Regions from separate parts of the Mus musculus genome. Here regions 1 and 2 are each linked to region 3. A link is a contact called in public Hi-C data. All regions are on one chromosome and are shown on one strand. The core of a region is the stretch at or near the end of the contact, and the rest is flanking DNA. Distances in the headings are between cores, read along the strand shown.

Region 1 (3,015 bases), core at 485-2,984, 470 kb before region 3:
CTGCAAACACCAAAGAGATGGAGGTAATACAGCTATCAGTAGACCGGAGAACTGGGTCATCTTTGCTAATAGTGTATTCCATGTCTCGGTGGGAAAGCTTATCCTGCCTAGCAGGCATCTTGCTACACAGAGTCAGAGTGGAACCCAGCATTTTTTGTTGCCTCTCATGGCAAAACCTCTAGGTGGACCTTTAAGATGTCGTTTCAAAAACACCTTGTGCACCAAAGGTTTATTCTAACACTCAGCCCAAGGCCAGGCATGGAGACCTGTACAGGGGATGAGGAAGCCCTGGCAGGTAAGAACTTTGGAAGAGGTTAGGTCTGGCTCTGAATCCTTGCACTTAACAAGCGATGGGCTTTGTGGGCAACTGTCTGTCTCTTGATGAGAAAGTTTTGTATTTCTTTTTTTTTTAAATCAATAAAATGCAGATGATAAGGTCTGTCTCACAGGGAAGCCGTGAGACCTGAGCTGTGTACCGTAAGTTAAAGTGCTTAGCAAGCACCTGCTCTACTGCAACAGCCACTAAATGGTAGCTATTATTATCAATAATAAATGCAGGCTGAAGGAATGCAGAAATGAATGAATGTCTTTGCAACATTCAGCCAAATGGGCACGACTTCCTTTCTCCCTCCCTCGCTCCCATCCTGGCTCAGGTAATAATATATACACAAGGGTCAAGCTAAGCCATCCACCATTTGTAGTTTTTTTTTTTTTTTTTCCGATAAGAGATCACAGCTACGAGGCTCCCTGGTCCTGGGATGGATTAAAAGCACCCCATTCTGCTTTGCCACAAAACTTCTTCACAAGTCTGTGTCCCTCCCCCGCACACCCCAACTCCTCTCGAGCTCTGTGTGTGCCCAGGAAAATGGAGGCACACCTGTGCTAGCAGCCTGCCGAGAGGCATTTTCTTCCCCTCTGTTGCCTGGGCGATTCTGACTACACACCTGCAAAAGAGCCTTCTTTTCCTCCCCAGCTCCAAATCAAAGTGAGTCTTCACTCTCCAAGCTGCCTGCAGAGGGAGCACACACAGGGAGGACTTGAAGAGAGCAGAACAATTAGACACGGGAGCTGGCCCCTCTCTGAGGCTGAAGCTGTTTTTAGCTCTGCCTCTCAGGCAGACAGGCCTGGCCTTGGGGGTCTGGGCCCAGCCTGATGAATTAAGGACAACAGAAGTCTGTTGGCTTAGGAGAGGTTCTCCTTATAAGGGGCTGAGCAGGGAGGTTCTCCCTTTGTTTTTCCGTTTCTCTGTAATGACAGGGCTCCCCAACACACCTACACTGCCTGCCTCTGTTCAAATGTTCTTAGTCAAACAACCCAGTGTAACCAACAATACCAATAAACTCTCCCCACCACATGCTTTTAGTGGGAAACAAAAAAAAAGACACGTTCTGGAATCCAAAACTGCATGTCAATCTGATGATTTGGAACTGTGGATGAAGAAGGAATTTGGAGCAGGGGCAGGATTCCAGATGCTTCCAGGAAGAGAAAAAAGGTTTCTTCAAAGGTCTGGGTCAGTTTCGGGTGTGCAGTCAGGAGATCCTGGGGTAGGGTGGGAGGAGTGGGGGTGTCTAGCAGGCTGCAGGTGAGTTTTGCTTTTTATGCAAGAGGGACCCTTTCTGGAGGCAAATGGGCTCCAGGCTGCCATTATCTGTTGGAAAAAATAGCTCTGGATTTGGATCTAAGGAAGACTATAAACGAGGAGCGCAGAGACTTGCTTTCCAGCCTTGTGGGAGTCCGGGTAGTTTTAAATGAAGGGCAGATGCAGCCTTGGGCTAGATTCTACCTCCCTCGGTCCTGCAGTAACCTTATTAAAGAATAAAAATAAAGGCAGGAGTTTTATGATGACGAAGAAGAAAAGGCAGGGCCAGGCAGCTTCTCCAGCAAGGGGTGGGAGTGGGCTCTGGGATGTGCGGGAAGGATATGGGTTGGGTCTCTCTGTCTAAGGTGCAGAGATGAGGGGAGGGGCTATGGACAGATCCAGAGGCCATGGGCTGACTGTCCAGGCTGGGTTTGGGGGGCAGGAGGCAGGGTTGTCCTTCTGAGGGCTGGTCTCTTGGCCAGGCCAATTGCTTTCTTTGTTTCCTAAGGGAAAACAGCACCTGGCTCCTGGGAGAGGCCTACACCAATTTGCTGGTCCCCTAAAGGAAAGCTAGCTGCTGTTTGTAGTGTGGGCTCTTTAGCATTAGAGTTTTGTGAGAAACCCCAGATTGAGTGAAAACCATGTTGACACTCTCGGCTCTTGGAACAGTGCACACCACTCCACTCTGTGCGTCCTGTCCTTTTGTAATGGGGCTGCCCCCACTGCTTTGGATCTTGGTCCTGAGAAAGAACAGAGCTGAAGTGTTTGGACACTGGCCTGCAGTACAGATGGCCTGGAGCTGTGGGCCAGGGGTTAGTGTGAGCCCAGGGGCAGAACAAGAGTGAGGAAGAACCACATGACTATCATGACTAGAAAGACTCATGGAGCCCCCAGCTCCTTGGGAGTGGGTGTACAGGACCAGGCTTGAGGCCGGGGAGGGATGGGGGCCAGTGAAGAGCTGTGCTGCTGGATTCTGGGCTGGGAAAGTGAGGCAGGGCACAGGAGGAAGACTCTTCTTTGATGGACACAGATTATCCCAGGCTGCTGAGATGGGCTTCATGACGTAAGAGTAGGGGCCAAGTTAGAGGCCTTCAGCCAGGCTGGAGGAACATGAAGACAAGGGGCATTTATTCAGGTGTGTAGTGGAGTGTGTTGGCAGCGTTTCCTTGTCTTTGGATATAGCCTCCCAATCCTCCCTCTCTGACTCCAGTCTTCCTGGTTGTATCCTCTTTTGCTTGGTCTGTATAAGCCACAAACCTTACTGTGCTTCTGTCCTGCCCTTGGGTTTTCCCCAGGGCTCCCAACTACTCGAGAATAGCATCCAAACCCTTTACTGCCTTCTGCAAAGCTGTCTGCAGTCTTGAACTTGCTCTCTTTTGCTTCTCTCCATCCTGGGGCAAATGACTACTTATTCTCCGAACTATTGGTTTGTCTGC
Region 2 (3,218 bases), core at 713-3,212, 370 kb before region 3:
GCATGAGGGAGGTAGAGGCAGGAGGACCAGACGTTCAAGGTCACCCTCAGCTATGCAGGGAATTGCAGGCCAGCCTGCCTTAAAACCAAAACATATAACATACACCACCTGGCTCAGTCTCTCAGCCAACTCCACCTCCAGGGGTGCCTCTTGGGGAACCTTTTCCCAGCAAGCTCGTTTGAAGCGTAGGGTATGCTAGAATAAGACCTTCTCTAGACAGCAGCTAAGCCCTAAATAAATATTCGGCAGTCATTTGCATACTGAGTCAGGCTGGTTTTCGTCATGATGGGGATTCCAGAAAAGGTTCTGGGACACTCGGCTTCTCAAACATGTCTGTAGAACAAAGGAAGGAACGCTTGCTGTAGCTCTCCACGTGCTCCTTCAGTGTCTTTACTAGGACTGCTCCTCCTCCAACAGGGCCTTCGGAGAAGAAAGGGCATGACTGATCTCGTCACCACCGTGGGCCCTATGCTGATCCCAAGAGCTTCCTTTCGCTCATAAAAACACAAATGAAAAGTACAGATGTGACCTTTCAAGGATGACACTTGAGATCTGAAGGAGCCAAGTCAAGCAACAGGAAGACGCCCACTGGAGCTTTTGAAAACTGAGGCTACGGTGCAGGCATGTTCAGAAGCCATGCTTATCCCCGTAGTTCCGTGAGGTGCACAAAGCAGTATGGTTATCTCTACCAAGATTTGCAGTCTCCACCTTTTCCTGGGTCCCCTCTCATGGCAAATAGCTGCTTCAGTTGCCACCACTAAAGCATTTTGTTACTTGTAAGTTCAGGTTTTATGATTCTAACTAAAATTTCAGACTTCCTCTGGAGACCCTGGCATCTCAGAGTACCTGGGGGACCTGAGAACTGGTTGACAAATGACTGAAAAAGTCAGAGGAATGCAGAGCCTCAGTGGGAAACGGAAGGATGCTCCTGAAAGAGGTAGAAAAAGCAGAGACTATTTAAGTTCTAAACACAGTGAGCCACTTCCCTCTCCACCTCATTCCTCTATCCTCCTTCTCTCACCCTCCCTTTTCCTGTTTTCCTTCCATCCTTTTTTCCTTCTTTTATTTCTGGCCAATAGGAGGAGCCCAGGCCAGGAGATAGGCGTCCTAATAAGCTATGCTTCCAGCTTAGCATTATGTTGCACCCTCAGGTTGCAGCAGGAAATGACACATGGTCCCTTTGCATGACATGATATTCTGAAGCTCTCTGTCCAGTTTGAGTGGGAAGGGTGTGTTCAGCAGCCAATAACTGTGCACATAGGAGTCACTGTGCACATAGGAGTCACTGTGCAGACACCCTGCTTTACATCCAATAGCTACAAAAGAAGCCCCTGGGCTAAGAACTGTAAGATCCACTGTGCAGAGAAGCAAAGGGGTCACAGAGGGGTACAGAGCAAAGGTCCTGGGTCAGCAATAAGGTATGTGAACTCAGGGCCAGGAGACAGCAGAGTGGGTGGGACCGAGTAAGTTGGAAGACACCGGTGCTGAGAATGGGGTCTAGGTTAGGAAGGCAGCGAGTGGTGCTGTGGTAGAGCAAGTGGTGAAAGATTTGCTCAGACACTCATGTACACCTATGGAATCCTAAGTAGATGCTCGTGAATGACCTAAGAAGGCACTGTCTCCCTGAGTGGAGAAAGAACTTAAGGGACAGAGGAGACATGTGTTGGAGGATGCCCCTAAGGTCACAGAAGCTGAGTGGGAGAAGGGCGAGAATGGGAAGAGGAAGAGAGGAAAGAAGACTGGTTGGGAGCTCCAAGTCCTGGATTCCGCTGTTGGCCAATGCAGGGATCTGGTCCTCAGTTTCCCCATCTATCAAAAGGAACTATTCTCAAACACTCTCTCTGTTCTGAGAGCCCTGGAAGGTCTGTGTGCTCCAGGATCTTCAAGCTCTTCCGAGGTCTGTGCCTGTTTGCTTTGCCCATTACAGTGGAGAAACCCTCACTGAAAAAGAATTTATAAATACACTCTGCTTTTTGACTTGGAGACATTTTTATTTTTTTTCCAACTTTCCAAAGTTCTGTTAATAGTTTAAGTGTGTGACTATCTTCCATCCTTGCTTCTTGGTGGGAGGTGGTGGGTGAGGGTGTTACGTTATTAATAAAATAGGAATACATTAGAGTATTTATTTTCATGTAACTTATGCAGGAAACATGATCTTTTGTGAAGCTTTTTTTGGGGGTGGGGCCTCAAACCTCTGGAAGCTCTAGATAAAGCTGAGGTCTTAGTTTGCAACAAAGCTCTTGACCCCTTGTGGTTTTTGGTTCTGTTTACTCTTGGCAAATATTTCGGGTTCAAAGGGAGATGCCTTAAAAGCTGTACTGGAAAAGTCTATAAAATCTGAACGCATCTTTGACATCAAAAAGCTCTTTCAAAGCCGCGGTTTGGTGGAGTAAATAGGAATGCCTCACAAACCATATGGGATGCATTTTCCATAACTGCTCTGCACTTGAATAACAAAGGAGAAAAGTTCTTGGCAAAGGGAGTCTGGGATTTTAATGACCCTTAAATATTTGGCTTCCTAGCCAGATGTGTTTTACCAGGCTGAAAACCCCGGTGGATAGACCCTGCCTCTCTCTCTGGCAAAACATAAGCTAACAGGGTGCCGCTGTTTGTGAAAAGATGTTTGCGCTTCATTGCAGAAAGCTTAATTCACCATGATTTCCTTAATTATCTACCCCTCCTCCAAACTGGCAGAACTCCCAGCATGCCTCAGAGCATCCATTCCGTTCCGTTCTGATCTGAGACTACAAGCTATTTGCGAGGAAGCCACAGAAACATCCCTACTTATTTGAAGTTGGGACCAAAGAGTTGAGACACAGATTGGGTTGGTTCTCCTTGAAGGACGTGGAGCAGGGTGGGTAGCTCAGACTCGTCTTGAGCGGCTATTCTTACCCTGACTGGAGGAGCTAAGGCAGTTCCTGCATGCTTTAAGATAAAACACGACAACACCCAGCCTGGGCTCTTCCCATCAAGTTTAGTTTCTGATTAGGAAGGAGCTCACCTGTTCTATAGATGAGTACTATAGACTATGAGTACATAGTACTCCGAGGGAGTACTAAGACTCCCTCAGAGTCATTTGGGAAGTCCATGCCTGGCTGCTTCGGGTGCCTTCCTGTTATTCGATACATTTGTGCTTGGGTGTATTAGTGGCTTTATCTCCTTCTGTGACAGAATACTTGACGAAACCAACTTAAAGGAGGAGCAACTTAGTTGGGTCT
Region 3 (3,214 bases), core at 367-2,866:
CAAGCAATAGTGGAGTCGCAGCAAGACATGGAGGCCAGGGCAAAGAGTCGGGTTAGGTATGTTCAAAAGGCTTTAAAAAATAACACTGGCCACAAAGCTTAATATGAGATTCTGGGGATGTCGCTTTAAGTAGGCTTGCTCCCCATTTTTTTAAGTGAAGAGACAGAGGATAACAGGGTTAAGGGAACTTTTACTAGGAGATGAGTTTGCAACATGCATGCACTGTGCCTTAAAAATCTCTTCACTTGCTTGCCACCATGCCTTCTCTCTCTCTCTCTTTCTCTCTATCTCTCTCTCTCTCTCTCTCTATCTATCTGTCTTTCTGTGTGTGTGTGTGTGTGTGTGTGTGTGTGTGTGTGTGTGTGTGCGTGCGCATGCATGCACATGTGCTTGTGCAGGCATGTGTGAGCTTATGTATGTGTGTGTAGAAGCTAAGGCAAGAGGTAGACTTCCTGTGAATTCCTCCCTACCTTATTTTGGAAACAAGGTCTCTCACTGAATCTGTGACTTATGGTTTTGGCTATAATGGCTAGCAAGCCCCAGGAATCTTTTTTAATCTCTTCCAGTCTCTGCCTCCCCGGTACTGGGATTCCAGCTATGTATTTTACCTGGCTGAGATCTGCACCCAGGCCCTCAGGCTTGTGGGGCAAGCACTTCATCAACTGGTTTATCCCTCTGTACCTCTCACCTCCTCTTCCAACCTTGGCTTTATAGAGAGATTTAAAAATAAGACCTGCATTTTTCTGTTCTGACCCAAACATGCTGGGTTGCACACTTGAGGATGGAGTCCTTCTTGGGGCCATGAGTCCGTTCATTGCTTATGGGGTTTCCTCATTCTTGGGGGTCTGAGATTAGAGACCATCACAGCATCTGGTTGGTAACTGTACAATCATCTGGAGACTTCGTTGTACAGAACAGAGGTTCTTAAAGGACAGTCCCTGATCCCGCTGCATCCAGAACTGCAGATCCCCCAGCTCTTTGTAAATCTGCTACACTGGCACTGGGTATACCTGGTTGAATCACCTACATATTAACAAGCTGTAAGGGTGGGTGGTGCTAACTCGAACCAGTGTCCTCCTAGTTTGTGCTCTGTCACTCTCAGCAACCCCTAAATTATCCTCAGCACACCCAAGAGACCGCACAGAAAGATGCAGGACCCTAGACATAGCCTCCTCCTTCTATGTCTAGAACTGCAAACCTATCAGCAATGGCAGATGGATGGAGGGCATCCTTCCTGAAAGATACACTTGTCAGAGAGTGTTCTGCCTGCCTTGAGATGAGTGAGAGCACTTCCAGCTCTAGGTTCTGTTCCTGGCTCCTCCTGGGACAGAGTTCCTGGCTGGCAGATCCTAGCTCCTAAATCTCCACTGTTTTTCTCTTTATGGCTGTTCCCCTCCCACTCCTAGAAGCCTTCTGACTTAGGGAACACTTGTCCAAGCCCCCCCACCCCCACCCCAAACATGTGATTCCAATTATTAGCACCTTGTAGTTGGGATCCTTGCTTGGGAAATATCTTTGTTCTCTCAAAGTTCAGGAAACCGGAGGGGGGCAGGAAGACTGAAGGAGCTCTGCTTTCAGCCTATTCGTTGGTTCCTAGAAGAACAAAGCTCGAGTGTGGGGAAGGCGCTTTGATCCCAGACAATGAGAGCGGCTGGATTAAGTGTTTGGAGAGACCAGACAGCTCTGGCACAAAACAGATCAGTTACTTCTTTCTCTCTTTTTTTCTTAAAGATCCAATTCATGTTCTGGAAATAACAGTAACAAAAAGAGCTGAATGTTTTGAAAGAGAGTTCTTCTACCCTTGAGTTATCCCAGGCAAGTGAAGATTGTGTGTTCCCTAGCAAGCTCAGTTCCTGGATGGGAGGTGCCTTGATAGCAGGCAGCCTGTATACTGGGACAGCACATGACATTCAAAGTTCCCCAGGGATTCTGAGGACACAGAATGGCAGCTGGGGCTGAAAAATGCTGGAGGCTAGAAGGGACCTTGGGGAACTTGCCCATGTGTGTTCAAGATAGCTGCTAGGCACAGAAAACAATGCGTTTAAAAATAAGCATAATAAAATAAACATTCCCAGGGCCTGGAAGATGGCTCAGTAGGTAGAGGTGCTTACTCCGAGGCTGATGACAAGTTAGCTCCCCATCACCCGGATGACAGGAGGAAGAGCATTGACTCCTGAGAGCTATTCTCTTACCTCCATGTATGTGCTGTGGCATGTTCACACCCACTTACAACACACACAAGCACACACACACACACACACACACACACACACACACACAGAGAGAGAGAGATTGAGAGAGAGAGAGAGAGAGAATAAATGTAATGAAAAAGTTAAACATCTCTGCACAGAACACTTACAGCATAGGCATGTTGTATAACAAAGAATCTTTGTTATTCTGAGATCTCTATTTCCCCACAGGATTCATGGCAATGATAATCATACACATGGTGTGGTCTTTGTTGATATCCCATATTTCAGATGAGAAATATCAAGGCCCAGATAGGCTAGTAAATTATCTAAGTCACAGAATTAAGTGTCAGACATAGAAGGTAAACCCAGGTATCCTCGCTCCTGGCACATGCTCTTCATTACAGAAAAGAGTCCCAGTCAATAACTGTCCTAGACTCTTTGAGGTAATAAGGCAGCGGTTTTCTGAGTGTGCAGGACACTGTCTCCACCATAACTACTTTTACTTAAGATAAATTGAACACAGTGTGACAAGGGCTAATTGGCTGGGATGGCAGCGTATAGGTATTCCAAGGAGAGAACCTGCAGGTCTGAGCTGCCAGATGGCCAGGCAGAGGCAGCCTTTCTTCACAGATAATGTGATACTTGAGTTCTGTGCTCAGAAGTACCAAGGGTGGAGAAGAGAGAAAAGGGGATCAGGTTGAGAAGTGTGCTCGCTGTATGCAGACATCAGAATGTGAGTGGGATGAATGGGAATGGGGGTTCAAGGATCCTTTTGATTTCTAGGGTTTCAATTCTGGCCTCTCAATGACTACTGCCTTTAAAGAAGCCTGAAGTGTTTGCTATGCCAGATGATGGAGGGAGAATGAGAAGTAAACAGTCCTGCGGAGGATCTCAGCCCAGATTCTGGGTTATGAGCAAAGTCACCCACAGAAAGCAGACACCCAGCCACTAGGGGTCTCCGTTTGCTGCCCATTTCTTCTACACAACTTGAACTGTGGAAGACTGAATTTCTCAGAATGCCC

What was found. Hi-C and Micro-C count contacts between places; a contact is called where the count stands out from the background.
Region 1: a contact with region 3 is called in a Hi-C map of uterus. The contact joins two enhancer-like sites. A contact is called at or near these places in 4 of 484 Hi-C or Micro-C datasets (cerebral cortex and uterus).
Region 2: a contact with region 3 is called in a Hi-C map of uterus, with 2.1 times the contacts expected there. The contact joins two enhancer-like sites. A contact is called at or near these places in 5 of 484 Hi-C or Micro-C datasets (nephron progenitors and uterus).

The regions. Positions count from the first base shown.
Region 1 is chr8:103,912,495-103,915,509 of GRCm38.p6, reverse strand. No RefSeq gene overlaps it. Among named protein-coding and RNA genes, the nearest start is that of Gm32728, 120 kb to the left of the region's middle. Within about 2 kb of position 1,734, at least 39 of the 459 cell types and tissues checked have an H3K27ac peak or open chromatin away from gene starts, as enhancers often do. A contact at or near this core is called in uterus, where this site is marked.
Region 2 is chr8:103,813,510-103,816,727 of GRCm38.p6, reverse strand. No RefSeq gene overlaps it. Among named protein-coding and RNA genes, the nearest start is that of Gm39235, 92 kb to the right of the region's middle. Within about 2 kb of position 1,962, at least 39 of the 459 cell types and tissues checked have an H3K27ac peak or open chromatin away from gene starts, as enhancers often do. A contact at or near this core is called in uterus, where this site is marked.
Region 3 is chr8:103,441,318-103,444,531 of GRCm38.p6, reverse strand. No RefSeq gene overlaps it. Among named protein-coding and RNA genes, the nearest start is that of 1600027J07Rik, 95 kb to the right of the region's middle. Within about 2 kb of position 1,616, at least 28 of the 459 cell types and tissues checked have an H3K27ac peak or open chromatin away from gene starts, as enhancers often do. A contact at or near this core is called in uterus, where this site is marked.